2 separate regions of the Sus scrofa genome follow, and region 2 is linked to region 1. Evidence: chromatin contacts called from public Hi-C data. All regions are on one chromosome and are shown on one strand. Each heading gives the region's core, a stretch centred on a gene start, on an enhancer-like site or on the middle of the called end of the contact. The rest is flanking DNA. Distances are from core to core; before and after follow the strand shown. Region 1 holds the start of RBM22 (pre-mRNA-splicing factor RBM22). Region 2 holds the start of DCTN4 (dynactin subunit 4).

Evidence for each region. A called contact is a pair of places that touch in the nucleus more often than the background predicts.
Region 2: a Hi-C map of liver shows a contact between it and region 1, with 2.4 times the contacts expected there. The contact joins the promoter of DCTN4 here to the promoter of RBM22 in region 1. A contact is called at or near these places in 4 of 47 Hi-C or Micro-C datasets (embryonic fibroblasts, heart right ventricle, liver and 1 more) and 1 of 2 datasets of contacts at active chromatin or transcription factors (alveolar macrophages).

The regions. Positions count from the first base shown.
Region 1 is chr2:151,669,694-151,676,737 of Sscrofa11.1, forward strand. It overlaps RBM22 (pre-mRNA-splicing factor RBM22), which reads right to left and starts at 2,644. Exons shown (of 11, transcript XM_021085031.1): 1 at 2,472-2,644; 2 at 2,001-2,054; 3 at 1,139-1,168; 4 at 216-348. The coding sequence starts at 2,525.
Region 2 is chr2:151,709,647-151,716,690 of Sscrofa11.1, forward strand. DCTN4 (dynactin subunit 4) reads right to left here and starts at 4,277. Exons shown (of 13, transcript NM_001244307.1): 1 at 4,121-4,277; 2 at 1,216-1,286. The coding sequence starts at 4,255.

The sequences.
Region 1 (7,044 bases), core at 1,394-3,893:
CTGCTAATTCATTCCTGCCCTTTCCTTGAGCACCTACTGTTTAGGAGAACTCTGGAATAACCTGCATTGTCCTGCTCTTCCCGGGAAAAGCAGAGCACGGCAGACGCCCTAAAGTGGGTGAGAACCGCGGAAGGGCTGCGAAGTGGGAGACAAGAGGACTGTTTGGTGTCTAGAGCAGCTGCACCATGTCCGACCCATCGGACAGGCAAACACACCATACTCTAGGTCCAAGAGGCAGGTCTGGCAGACATTCTTCAATTTACTGCAGGTTTGGCACACTTCGGTCTTCTTGAACCGCATTCGGACGCCGGGGCACCAGCGAAACACTGTGAATGGCCTGGCACAGATCTGGACCACAAAAGAAAACCAGTGTTAACAGTTCTGATCTGGAAAATCAATCCAGGAGATTTAACAACATGGGGGACGGAATCTAGGCTTCAGAAGAGCTCTCAGCGATCCTCTGTAAATATCACCTGATGCTTTAAACCTTGACACCTTTCCTCAGTAGTTAAAGAATCGTGCAAGTCCTCCCATCCTAGGGTCACCACCATCAACGTGACCCTAACCCTTTAGGGGATGAGCCCAGAAGTGTCCTACACTCCTCGGGGAACCTCAGGACGGCCACGCCTCTCTCAGGTGAAATGCCCGTGTGCAGTCAAGTGACACATGAGACATACAATCTCAGGGCGTTCAAAGCCCCACCGACACCACGTGACGAATCCTTATATTAAGCGGTTCATTTTCCTACCCTCACACTAAACAGTGAACAGTTTACACATGATACGTGAACGTCTGTGTACCATTCACTTTTATAAAGGACGTCAAAGCTCGTCAAATTGAAGAGAAAAGGAAAATAAAATTAGATCTTTACTCTTTTTTTTTTTGGTGCCTGTGGCATAAGGAGGTTCCCAGGCTAGGGGTCCAACTGGACCTGTAGCCACCGGCCTACGCCACAGCCAAAACAATGCCAGATCAGAGCCGCATCTACAACCTACACCACAGCTCACGGCAATGCTGGATCCTTAACCCACTGAGCGAGGCCAGGGATCAAAACTATGTCCTCATGGATCCTAGTCAGATTCGTTTCCACTGAGCCACGACGGGAATGCCCCAAATCTTTATTCTTTAACATACTTACTTTGCATTCCTTCCCGTACTTTTCTTTGGTCTGAAATAGAGAAAAAAAGAATGAGTTACAGAAAGACAAAAAATCGATGTCTGCACCTTCCCCAGAGGGACTCCAAGAAATGTATCTGGAAATCTCTGGCATCTTAAAGGGAGAGATGGGGTGTGTGCGGTGTGGGGGGTGCAGACCTAACCTAATCACCTACAAGTGAATCTCAAGATCTTATGGATCTACCACCAGTCTGCCACAACCACGACTCTTAGATTCACTTCCGGCTGCCAAGTTCTCTCCCAAGAACTCAGCCATGGCCAAGCCATTTTTACAAGTTCTGTCAGAAGGTAACTACTACTTATCCTGTGCTGATCCCTTGAATAAAGTCAATCAATACCTTTGAGATTGAGCGCAACACAGCCCTAATCTAATTACTAAATGTTAACTACTGCTAATTATACCCTTATTTACAGGGATAGAAGATACCTCACACTGAACAGATCACAAGGTGCAGTGACCAAAAGGCATTTGATTAGCAGTCAGGGAACCTCGATTTTAGTCCTGGTTCTCCTGTTAATTTGCTGAGGTTCCTAGAGTCGGGATATCTGAATTTACATCACAGCTCCACATCTTCCTTGTTTTACTGAAAAGACAGAATCGCTCTTTGCTTCTGGTTAACTAGGTAAATGCTCAACCAGTATTAGTTACCATCACAGGACTGTCCTGAGTCCAAAGTTAGAGAACAAGCATGACAGTCCTTTACCAGTCGTGCCTCCCACTCTGGGTCAGTAAAGCAGCACGATCACGTCTTGGCTGAGACAAACACAGCACCGAAAGCGTGCAAGTGCCACAAAATGTATGTGTGCCACACGCCATCACTCACCATTCGGATGTATGGGTTTTCCCCAAGACAAGTCTGGCACAGAATAGGAAAGTCCTGGTGAAAAAGGGGAATCTGGTTGAAGGCCAGGCTCCGAAGACCCTGCCACCTCGGCCACAGCGGTGCGGCGGGAGGCCGGGCGAGGAGCAACGCGGGGGAGCAGGGCAGGAACCCGAGGTCCAGCGCGGGCCGGGCCGGGCCGCGGGAGGGGCGCTGCCTGCACTTCCGGCGGGGCCAGGAGAAAGGACCCCTCGCCGAGAGTGGAACGGGCTGGTCCTGAAGCCTGGCCGAGCTCTCCCGGTCCAAACCGCAGAAGGGCGGCCCCCCGGCCTCCAGCCTCGGCCAAGCTAGGCCGCAGCGCGGCTTCTCCCTAAGGTTTCCCGGGCCGCGCCGCAGCCGCGTCCCCGCCCGCCCGCCTACGGCCTGGCCCCGCCGCCTCCTTCCGCCTCCCTCCGGCAGAGCGGGAACGCTCACCGCATCCTCCCAGTTCTGCCTGTTGTAGGTGTTGGAGCCCAGGGACGTCGCCATCTTCACAGCGTCTGCAAAGGTAGCCGCAGTTCCGAGCTGGGAGCGCGGACCGCCACGATCCCGTCAGGCCCCGGGTGCCCCCGGCACGTCGACGTCTTATTTACGCGTCCTGCGCGCCTTGGGGGCGGGGCCTGCGCGCCTTGGGGGCGAGGCCTGTGCGCCTTGGGGCGGGGCCTGTGCGCCTTGGGGCGGGGCCTGTGCGCCTTGGGGGCGGGGCCTGTGCGCCTTGGGGGCGGGGCCTGCGCATCCAGACCGCGCCCGCGCGGAATTGCTTGCTTTGCAGTTGCCGTACAGTTGCTTTCTTCCGGCTGGTTGCTTCCGGGGATGACGCTTCCCAAGTACAATTGATTTATTTAAACATCGCGGGAAAGAATGAAGAGACACATAATGAATGAAGGGCCGGTGTTAAAACAGCGTTAGCCCCATTGAGCGCTTATGCCCCACGGTGGGGGAATGCCTTGCCTGACAGTGTCCAAGTTAACACTTGGACATAATAACCCCTCTACAGTGTTACCAGATTTAGCAAATAAAAGCCCAGTTACATTTTGTTTCCTTTTATTATTATTTTTTAATAGTCATTCCCCCAATACAATTTTTTTGCTACTGTACAGCATGGTGACCCTGTTACACATACATGTACACATTCTTTTTTCTCACATTATTGTGCTCCATCGTAAGTGACTGGACACAGTTCCCAGTGCAGTTACACTTGAACTTCAGATAAACAGGGAGCCCTATTTTAGTATAAATATATTCCAAACATAACTTACACTAAGTAATGACTCATTTACCTGAAAGTCAAATTTGGCAAGAGGCCCTTAATTTTATCTGACAACCTCTACCCTCTAGGCAAGTATGATTATACCTCTTTTATAGAAGGCACCTGAGGTTTAGCGAGATTAAGTAACTTGCTTCTGATCGTGTAGCTAAAAAATGATTAAGTCACAAATCCAAACAATAGTATGGTTTTTCCAACTTCTGAAATGAAAAAGGTCTTACAGATCAACACATACTTTGTTACGTCGTTTTTGGAAAAACTCAACCACTCTGCCAATATTTTTATTAATTTCAAGCATTCTGGTACCACTTTCATAGTTTTGTCATATTGTATCTTCAAGCTCATGTATTTGTCTCCACTTTTTTTTTAAATTAAAGTATAATCTATGTAAATTTTTACCCATTTTACTTGTACAGTTATGAATTTTTACGTATATTCATTACAAATACAGAAGGATTCCATCTTCTGGAGGTTCTGTTGTGGCTCAGCAGGTTAAGGACCGGAAGTTGTCTCTGTGAGGATGTGGGTTCAATCCCTGGCCTCAAGTGGATTAAAGACCCAGTGTTGCCACAAGCTGTGGCATAGGTCACAGATGCAGCTCAGATCCAGTATTGTGATGGCTGTGGTGTAGGCCTGCAGCTGCAGCTCCAATCCAACCCCGAGCTTGGGAACCTCCATATGCCGCAGGAGCAGCTGTAAAAAGAAAAAATAGAATTACCTTATCCCAAAAAGTTCCTTTGCTGAGTGAATCCACTTCTCTCCACACTCTGTCCATGGCAACCATCTGTGTTCTGTCCCTGTAGTTTTGCCACTTCCAGAATGTCATAAATGTAATTCTCCCCCACCCCCCATTTTTAGGGCCACATGTTCGGCATATAGAAGTTCCCAGGATATGGGTCGAATTGGAGCTGCAGCTTTTGGCCTACACCACAGCCACTGCAATGCCAGGTCTGAGCCTTGTCTGCGACCTACACCACAGCTCCCAGCAATGCTGGATCCTTAAGCCACTGAGCAAGGCCAGGGATGGAACACGCATCCTCATGGATACTAGTCGGATTCGTTTCTGCTGAGCCACAATGGGAACTCCTAAACGGAATTCTACATAGCCTTTTCATCTGACTTTTTTCAATTGGCATATTGTATTTGGAATTCATCCATATTGTTAAATGTATTAATAATTTGTTCCTTCTTATTGCTGAGAATTCCACTGTATGGATGTACTAGGGTTTTTTTTTTTACAAAAACCCGCTTGCCAGTTTATGGATTTGAGTTGTTCCAGATTTCAGTAAATATAAAGTCATTACACATACACACGCAGGTTGTTGTGTAAACACAGGTTTTATTTTGCACGTGTGTGTGAGTACCTAGGAGTGGGATTATTTGATCCTATGCTAAGTATATTTTTCCTATATAAGAAAGTGCTTGGGTTTATCTGAGCTTCATGCATCTGTGGTTTGTTGTCCTTCATTGTATTTTTTTTTTTTTTTTTGTCTTTTTGCCATTTCTTGGGCCGCTCCCATGGCATATGGAGGTTCCCAGGCTACGGGTTGAGTCGGAGCTGTAGCCACTGGCCCCAGCTGCAACGAGGGATTGGAGCCACGTCTGCAACCTACACCACAGGTCATGGCAACACCGGATCCTTAACCCACTGAGCAAGGCCAGGGATTGAACCCGTAACCTAATGGTTCCTAGTCGGATCTGTTAACCACTGCGCCACGGTGGGAACTCCCTTCATTGTATTTTGAAAATTCTTAGGTGTCATCTCTTTAAATATTCTGCCCAGTTTCTTCTCCATCTGGGACTCTAATTACATTATTTTATATCATCCCAGAGACCTTTATACTCTGTTATTTTTTTTCTGAGGGTGGGTTCAATTTGGATAATATCTATTGACCCATTTCCAGGTTTCCTGATTATTTTCTCGGATATGACAAGGTTATGACAAGGATATGACAAGCTTAGAGAAGATACCCTCCTCTTATTTCACTGTCTCTTAGAGTTTCTACTTCTTGGCTGCAACTTGCTCATGCGTATCATCCAGATTGTCAACTCGAGCTTCAGCGTGTTCATCAGGGTCTAAGTCCCAGCCAGTGGTTCCAACATCTGGGTTGTATCTATATATGATCTTGTTTTATCATAAATGGGCGATTTTTCTTGCTTCTTTGTGTATCTCACATCTTTTGAATTGAATGCCAGCCATTACTTACGTGACAGTGGGAACGGAATAGTAGTAATGCTTGGAAGGAGGCGAGCCCCCTCTCTGTCAGGCCCTTGTTGGGGAGTTTGGTCTGTCTGGTCAGGAACTAAGCTACACTGGGGTTCATTGGTCTGAGGGTGTTGCCAGCATACCACAGATTTCATATCCACCAGGGCAATTTCGTGCTTCAGGTCAAGGGGGTGCTGGCTCTCAGCTGGCCTTCATACCTGCCTGGTTGGGCTGTCTCTGTGCCGCCGCCCTTGCCCCCAGCAGCCGCTGTCTGCTAGGAGCTGCCGGCTCGGGTGGCACAGAGGAGTCGGGTTCTTTTCCGTCTCAGCCTCAGTCTTGAGTAGGTCCTCTGTGCCTGCACCTGGGGAATGGGTCTTTTCTCAGCCTGCTTCCCTGTCCTCTCTGTGGCAGCCAAACCCTGACGTCCATCAGTGGTTGGCCTTGTGGGAAAGAGAGTCTTGCCCCTCTTGCGGGGGTTGGAAGCCTTTAATGGTGTTGGCATAAAATCATGGGGCTCAGGACTGAACCCTGACCCTCCCAAGGGTAGAGGCTTTTGCTTACTTCGCTGGAGCAGCAGTTTACCTGTGCCCTAGCGACACAGGGTTTTCTGCTCGGCTCCCAGTGGCTTAGGCCTTTTTGCTCCTGATGAGGGAGGGGCCTAGGCAGGCGACAAGGTTTCTTGCTGTCCTGTGCCCCCTTTCCATTGCATGCTCGCGCTCCAGCACGCCCACTCCCCCAGAGCCTCCTCAGGAGCCTCTGGGGAGGATTTGCAAAGAGCTGGTGAGACCATGCGGGGTCCGTGGTGTCGCAGGCTCCCAGGGGCTTCACACGGTTCTCTCAGCCCCACCAGGGCCTTGGGCAGTTCTGTGATATTTCAGGAGATTTCTTCTTGCCTGCTTGGATGGTCCCCAGCCCTTCCTCCCACGCTCCGCTACAGGGGAGCCAGTCTACCGTCACCTCTCCTTGGAGGGGTCTGTCCACCCTTGAGATTCGGCTGTTTGCCTGCCCCATCAGCTTTCTGACCAGCCCAATAAAATGTATGAGTGTGTCACCTAACCACTTTTCCTCTGAGTCGGGGTGACATTCTTTTCATGTGGGGCATAAGTGGAACTCCTGAGTCTCCTCATTTTACTTAAATATATTTTAAGTGGAACATTTTTTTAATCAACTTCTGTAAATAGGGAGTTCTCGTCGCGGCTCAGTGGTTTACGAGTCCGATGAGGAACCATGAAGTTGCAGGTTCAATCCCTGGCCTCCCTCAGTGGGTTAAGGATCTGGCGTTGCCATGACCTGTGGTGTAGGTCGAAGATGCGGCTCAGATCCTGAGCTGCTGTGGCTGTGGCGGAGGCCGGCAGCTGCAGCTCTGATTATACCCCTAGCCTGGGAACCTCCATGTGCTGTGGGTGGGGCCCTAAAAAAGACTGACAAAAACAAAACGAAAACCCTTCTGTAAAAGGAAAATGAGTATCACACTGTGTAGATGTAGCCTTAAGTACAATGATAATGAAACAATATTTTTGCGTAAGTAGTTACCG
Region 2 (7,044 bases), core at 3,027-5,526, 42 kb after region 1:
CCTAAAATAAATAAATATTCATGAGCCCATACTGCTTTAAGTCAATGATTAAATAAGTAAACTGGGGAGAAGAGAAAAATATTCCATGCAAAAGAATTCCAAGTAATTCATGGAGACAGCCCTCAAGAAGAGAAGCCTAACTCCCCACTATTGACTGATTGATTGTCTTTTTTTGGGGGGCTGTACCTGTGGCATAGGGAGGTTCCCAGGCTAAGGGGGGTTGAATCAGACCTACAGCTGCCAGCCTACACCAAAGCCACAGCAATGTGGGATCCGAGCCATCTCTGTGACCTACACCCCAGCTCACAGCAACACCAGATCCTTAACCCCCTGAGCAAGGCCAGGGATCGAACCCCCATCCTCAAGGATACTAGTTGGTTCGTTGACCACTGAGTCACGACAGGAACTCCTCCCCACTATTTAAATGTGGGCTGTAAGAGCGCATTTCCTCCCAAAGAGTACAATATGGAAAAGGACAAGGGAAAAAAAAAAGATTAACTTTACATCAGAGAAAGTTGACAAACACTAGCTCAAGCGGGGTCATCGAGTTGAGCCTCAGCGGTGCTAAGTCACACTGGTGGTACACAAACATGTACCCATGAGACGGTGCCAGGAGACACACACCCTAACTGTGCGGTCCCCTCCCCATGACATACTCCTCCAGCTGCTGAGAAAAACGGACAACTTCCAATTCAGTGACGTCCTACAGAATATCTTACCAGCACGCCTCAGAATTCCTAAGATCATCAAAACTAAGCAGAGTCAAAGAAAATGTCACAGCAAGAGGACCCTAAAGAGACGTGACTATTAAATATAACGTGGGTATCCTGAACAGGACCGTAGAACAGAAAAAGGAAATTCGGGAAAAACTGAGGAAATCTAAATAAAATATGGGCTCTATTTAATAATAATGCTATCAAGACAGTTCATCAATTGAGACAAACAGACCCCACTAAGGGAGACATTAACAGCAGCGGAGACTGGACACGGGCAAAGCAAAGTCCTCTCTCACCTTCACAGCAACTCCTAAGTCTACGACTGGTCTAAAATACAGAGTTCATTTATTTTTTGATGAAAGGACACTTGATCTTTGGCAAAAGTGATGCTAAAAATGAGTAACAGCTTGTTAAAAATTAGAGTCAATTCCATGTGTTTTCTTACCAGCTATTAAAAAAAACAGTTGGAGGAAACAGAAAAAATGGATTCCAGTCTTACCTATTTTTTTTTAGTTTGGCTTCAGCCGATGGCATATTTTCTAAACAACTGGGACAATAATGAGAGTCCACCTAAAAAGAAATAAGAAATTAAAAAATCAGAGGAAAGACATTCAGCTTGGCTTGTGTATGTGTCTGTGCTTAATAGCTATTTTTAAAATACATTATTCTGCAGCAGGTGAGAAACCGCTGATCTGGCAAAGAACCTGAACTGTCTTTTGGCTTAGGGTGCTTCAATCACTCATTTTTTTCTTAACCTCTAGATTTCCTGAAATCCTTCTATTTTTCCTTTTTGATCGCTCCCATTCCCCTTCTTCAGGGTTTTATGCACCAGAGGTGCTGTAACATGTTTATGTGAAAGAAGATCTCTATTATAATCTAAACAGACTAACAAAAGAATCCAATTTATGAAGCTGTGATCAAATATCCTACCTAGGTTAGCTTTATTGCACTACAGTAACTTGACCACACTTAAATTGTTGTGGTTTTTTTTTGTTTGTTTGTTTGTTTTTTGTCTTTTTGCCTTTTCTAGGGCCACTCTTGCGGCATACGGAGGTTCCCAGGCTAGGGATCGAATCGGAGCTGTAGCTGCTGGCCTATGCCAGAGCCACAGCAATGTGGGATCCGAGCCGCGTCTGCAACCTACACCACAGCTCACAACAACGCCGGATCCTTAACCCACTGAGGAAGGCCAGGGATTGAACCCGCAACCTCATGGTTCCTAGTCGGATTCGTTAACCACTGCGCCACAAAGGGAACTCCCACACTTAAATTGTTAAGAGAAATTAAAAAAATTTTCTCATCTCAGAGGTATTACATAGTCACTGAAAAACAGCATAAATTAACACATAAAATCAGCTGTGGTCAACCAATTAGATATTTTTAAATGGAAAATTAAACTACTAGGTTAACAAGACAGTCTTATTGTATTTAACTTGAAAACATAGCATAAGAATTAGGAATTCCCTGGTGGCTCAGTGGGCTAAGGGTCTGGCACTGTCACTGCTGTGGCAAGGGTTCCATCCCTGACCCAGGAATTTCTGCACACCACAGGCACAGTCAAAAAAAAAAATTTTTTTTTAAATTCATTGTATTTTTTTAAGGAGTAATTATTTTAAGGCAGGGTACATCCTATTTGATAATTCTAGAACTCTAGTGCCCTGCAGATGAAAGGACAGATTCACTTGAACATAAATACTACAATAAACACTGGTTTCTTTTTTCATTATCTGCTTATAAGCAGAACCACCTTTGAAAAGATAAAGTTGCTGCTCAAATAGTCTCTAGGAACATAAAATACAGTTCTGTTAACTTCTATTTGCACTTACTCATCTTTAAAGGCAAAATATAATTCATTCCTTCTTGTCCCCTTTCCAAATTATGCTTGTCCCCTCAAGTGCAGCTCCAATACTCAGCTCACCCTTAGAACTTTCTGGACTGCTTCAGCCCTCACTCTTATCATCCTTCCCCAAACCCTAATGGCCTCCATTTCACGCAGGCACACCAGTCAGTAAAAGATGCAGGAACAGACTGAATGTTCCAGCTGAAAAGATCCTTAGAGATTGTGGGGACTGAGCTCAATGATCACCAATGAGAATCTAACTGTGGAGGTGGAGCTGGAATAGGGAAGCATCCTAAAGAAAAAAGATCTGCCAAAGACATAACCACCAAGGTGCTAATGGAAGAAAAAAACCAGGTATATAATATGGCGTTGATTTTTCTCTTATTTAACTGCATTCTCTATTGTTAATATTACAAAAAATATTCCCAGCGAAATTACTACTACTAACATGTAAAATGGCCTATAATATAGGACATATTCTTCTATGTATTTTTAACAGTCCAAGAATCTTCACTGAAGTCCTCTGAATCAGGCTGCTTGGTTTTAAATCCTGGTCCTCCTCTCACCCCCAAATTTCTGGCAGTGTGACCTAATGCGAACATTACGTGTCTTGTTTCTTTTAAATACAATTTTTAAAAAAAAACAGTATCCATCCTATTGGTTTGTACAATGATTAAAGGAGATTATCTAAAGCACAAAGCATACAGAAGGTACTGACTAAGCAGTAACTATGTATTATTACTAATCAGCTTTTCCTTCACGAGACTCCAAGTTACTCAACAGCGGGATTTATGTCTTAACGCGTCTTTTAATCCCCAAAGCTTCCTTAATGAACAAGATGTGCCTAGTGCTGCGAAGTTTGGGGGTTTTGCTTTGCGGTGATTTTTTTTTAGTGGGTGGGGTCTTTCACGTTCTGAGCAATACCACCTCCAATGCCCACTTGTGCTCGTGAAGGCCAGAACTGTACGCTCAGCGGAAGTGCTATATATCTAACACTATGATCTTCTTACAAGACAGACAATATTCTACGCCTTTCACTCAGCTCACCCCATCCCAACCTCTTTTCGGCTGCAAGCCTGGGCCAGGAAACCGAGCAAGGCTGTCGGATGAGGGCCCAGTTTCTGCTAAAGCAGGGGCAGAACTTCCAGGATGGGAGGGGCATGGATGAAAATGCCCAAGGCCCTCCGCATCCCTTCAATCAACCCTGGAAGGAGGATATCTCGCCTAAAGAGAACTGAACTAAGCAGCTTTTCCCCCAGCAACCCACCCAAGGACCATCCCCCCGGAGGCCAGGGTCCCCAAAGCCGAGTTTGTCCAATCAGAGGGCGCTCACGAACCAGAAGGGCCGCTCGGCCCCACCCAAGACCGCTCCGCCTTTTCAAGCGACAAACTGTGTGCAAATTAAATCACAGGCAACTCTGAGTGACGGAAGGCAAAACCAATCAGCACGCTAAGAAAATGACTACCCGCCTCCAACCGGCGGAATGTCCCCGGCAGTCGCGGTGACTAGGAGGAATGCCTTCCCCTCCCCCAACACACACCCCTGATGGGGCGACGGCATTACCTCGTGAGACACACATTCCAGCGATCGCAGCTCGCTGCAATAGCGACAGAAGTAAAGCTGCGAGAGCGGGGCCCGAACCTTCTTTTCTCCCTGGACTAGGTAGAGAACCCGCTCCGACTGCAGCAGGGACGCCATCTTGGAGAGGGAGGAGCCAACGACGCCGCGCCGCGTCACGTGACCCGAGAGCCAGCGTTTCCCCGGCGTCCCTCCCTACGTAGACTTTGACGTAAGGTTGCCGGGACCGCTGGGCTGGGCGCCGGGCGAAAGTGCGCATGCGCAGCCGGAGTCCCGGGTTTCTCTGGGGTGTGGGGCGAGCCTCCCAGGGCTTTGTGAGCCGCAGCGGCTGGTGCCGAGCTCAGACCTTTCGCTCGCTGGTCGCATCTAGTCACATCCAGCGATCTCCTTTCCGTTGTTTCTAACGGAAAGGAAGCTGCCCTTTCGTTTTACTTAACACCGCCTCTCCCACCCTCCCCTTCCAAACATCGGAGTTAGACGGAGAGTTCATGGGACCTGAAAAAGTAGGGTCCACACTAGCGCTTTCTCTGCACATCTTGCCACTGAACTGTAGGAAACTTTCACAGACGTTTCGTCGTTTGAAGTTCCCTGACGGTTCCACGCAGAAGCCCTATCTCATTCATTTTGTCCACTTAGCGTTAGGATTGGGAGTATTCAATTAACTATTGCTTACTGAACGAATGGGGGTGTTCCGTCGTGGCTCAGCGGAAACGAATCTGATAAGCATCCATAAGGACGAAGGTTCGAGTCCTGGCTTTGCTCAGTGGGTTAAGGGTTAAGCATCCAGCGTTGCAGGTGAGCCCTGTTGTTGGTCGCAGAGAGACTCGGATCCCGCGTTCCTGTGGTTGTGGTGGAGGCCGGCAGTTACAGCTCCGATTAGACCCCTAGCCTGGAACCTCCGATAAATAAATGAATAAATACATATAAATACAAAGTTCCCCAAGAGATTCTGATGTGCAGCTGCAGTTGAGAACTGCTAAAGAGACTAACCTGGAAACAACACAGGGATCCTGCTTCTGTGTTTGCCTCCAGAAAGTGGATAGGATGGGAGTTTCCGTCGTGGCTCAGGGGTTAAAGAATCTGACTAGCATGCATGAGGATGCAGGTGTTCCATCCCTGGCCTTACTCAGTGGGTTAAGGATCCCGCATTGCCGGGAGCTGTAATGTAGGTCGCAGACAAGGTGTGGGTCCTGCGTTGCTGTGGCTGTGGTGTAGGCGGGCAGCTGCCGCTGCGATTTGACCTCTAACCTGGGAACCTCCATATGCCACAGGCCTGGCCCTAAAAAGAGAAAAAAAAGAAGGAATGGAACCAATGAATGAACAGTGTTGCTAGGCGTCCTTTACTTTTTTTCTAGCGCATATTCTAAGGCTTAGTTGGTCACAGCGTATGATCCTTTTAAAGTGCTCTTGAATTTGGCTTGTAAGTACTTTATTGAGGATTTTTGTATCCATGTTCATTAGGGATATTGTTCCATAGTTTTCTTTTTTTGTGATGCCTTCGTTGGGTTTTGGTGTCAGGATGATGCTGGCCTTATGAACGAGTTTGGAGGTGGTCCCTTTTCTATTTTTAAAACAATTTAAGGAAGATTGGTATTGTCTTTGAATGTTTGGTAGAATTCACGAATGAAGCCATCTGGTCCTGGGATTTTTTTGGTGGGAAGCTCTGATTACTGATCCAGTCTCCTTAGTCGTTATTGGTCTGTTCAGGCTTGCTATTTCTTACAATATTAGTAGCTTATATGTTTCTCAAAATGTATTCATTTAGGAGTTCCCTTCATGGCTCAGCAGTTAAGGAACCCGACTGGGATCAACACTGGTTTGAATCCTGGCCTCGCTCAGTAGGCTAAGGATCTGGCATTGCTGTGAGCTGTGGTGTAGGTCACAGACGTGGCTTGGATTCGCGTTACTGTGGCTGTGGTGTAGGCTGGCAGCTGTAGCTCCAGTTCGACCCCTAACCAGAAGCACCCATATGTGTGGGTAGAGCCCTAAACAGCAAAAAACAAACAAAAAACCTTTATTCTAAGTTGTCTAATTTGTTGCCATAGAGTTGTTCACAATAAACCTGGATGGTCCTTTTTGTTTCTCAGCATCCACTGAAATGCATCCTGTTTAATTTCTGATTTTACTTTATGAGTCTTCTTTTTGTCTTAGTTTAGCTAAGGGTTTATCAATTTTATCTCTTCAAAAAACCAACTCTTGGTTTTGTGATTTTTTTTCTAGTCTTTGACGTCCTTCTGCTCTGCTCTTGAATAGTTCCTTCCTTCTGCTAACTTTGGCCTTAATTTGTTATTTTTTAAAAAATTTCCTTGAGCGATAAAGTTAGGTTGTTTGAGATAACTCTTTTTTTAATCAAGTCATTTAATGCTATAAACTTCTCCTTCAGTACTCCTTTTTCTGCATTCCACAATTTTTGATATGTTGTGGTTTAACTTTCATTTGTCCCAAGAGACTTATAAAATTCCCTTTTGATTTCTTCTTTGACCTAATGGTTGTTGAAGAGTGTGTTGTTTAGTTTCCACATATTTCCGAGCTTCCCCTTTTCTTGCTGTTACAGGTTTCTAGTTGCCTTCCACTGTGTTCACAGAAGCCTCTTGGAAGTAGGCTGCTGTGCTGTGGCCTAACATGTAACCTGTCTTGGAGGGAGAGGCAAGAGTGCTTAAGAAGAGTGCGTGTGTTGCTGCTGTTGGGCGGCATTTCTGCTGATGTCTGACAGGTCCCTTCGGATCATTTGATGCTCACGTCACCTGTTTCCTTTCAGTCTGGACGTTGTGTCCGTATTTTAAGTGGGGTATTGAAGTCGTCTACTATTATACTGCTGTCAATTTCTGCCTTCAGATGTCAATATTTTATTACATATATTATGTGCTCTGTCCAGCATATTTTCTAATATGATTTTGTTAATATTCTTA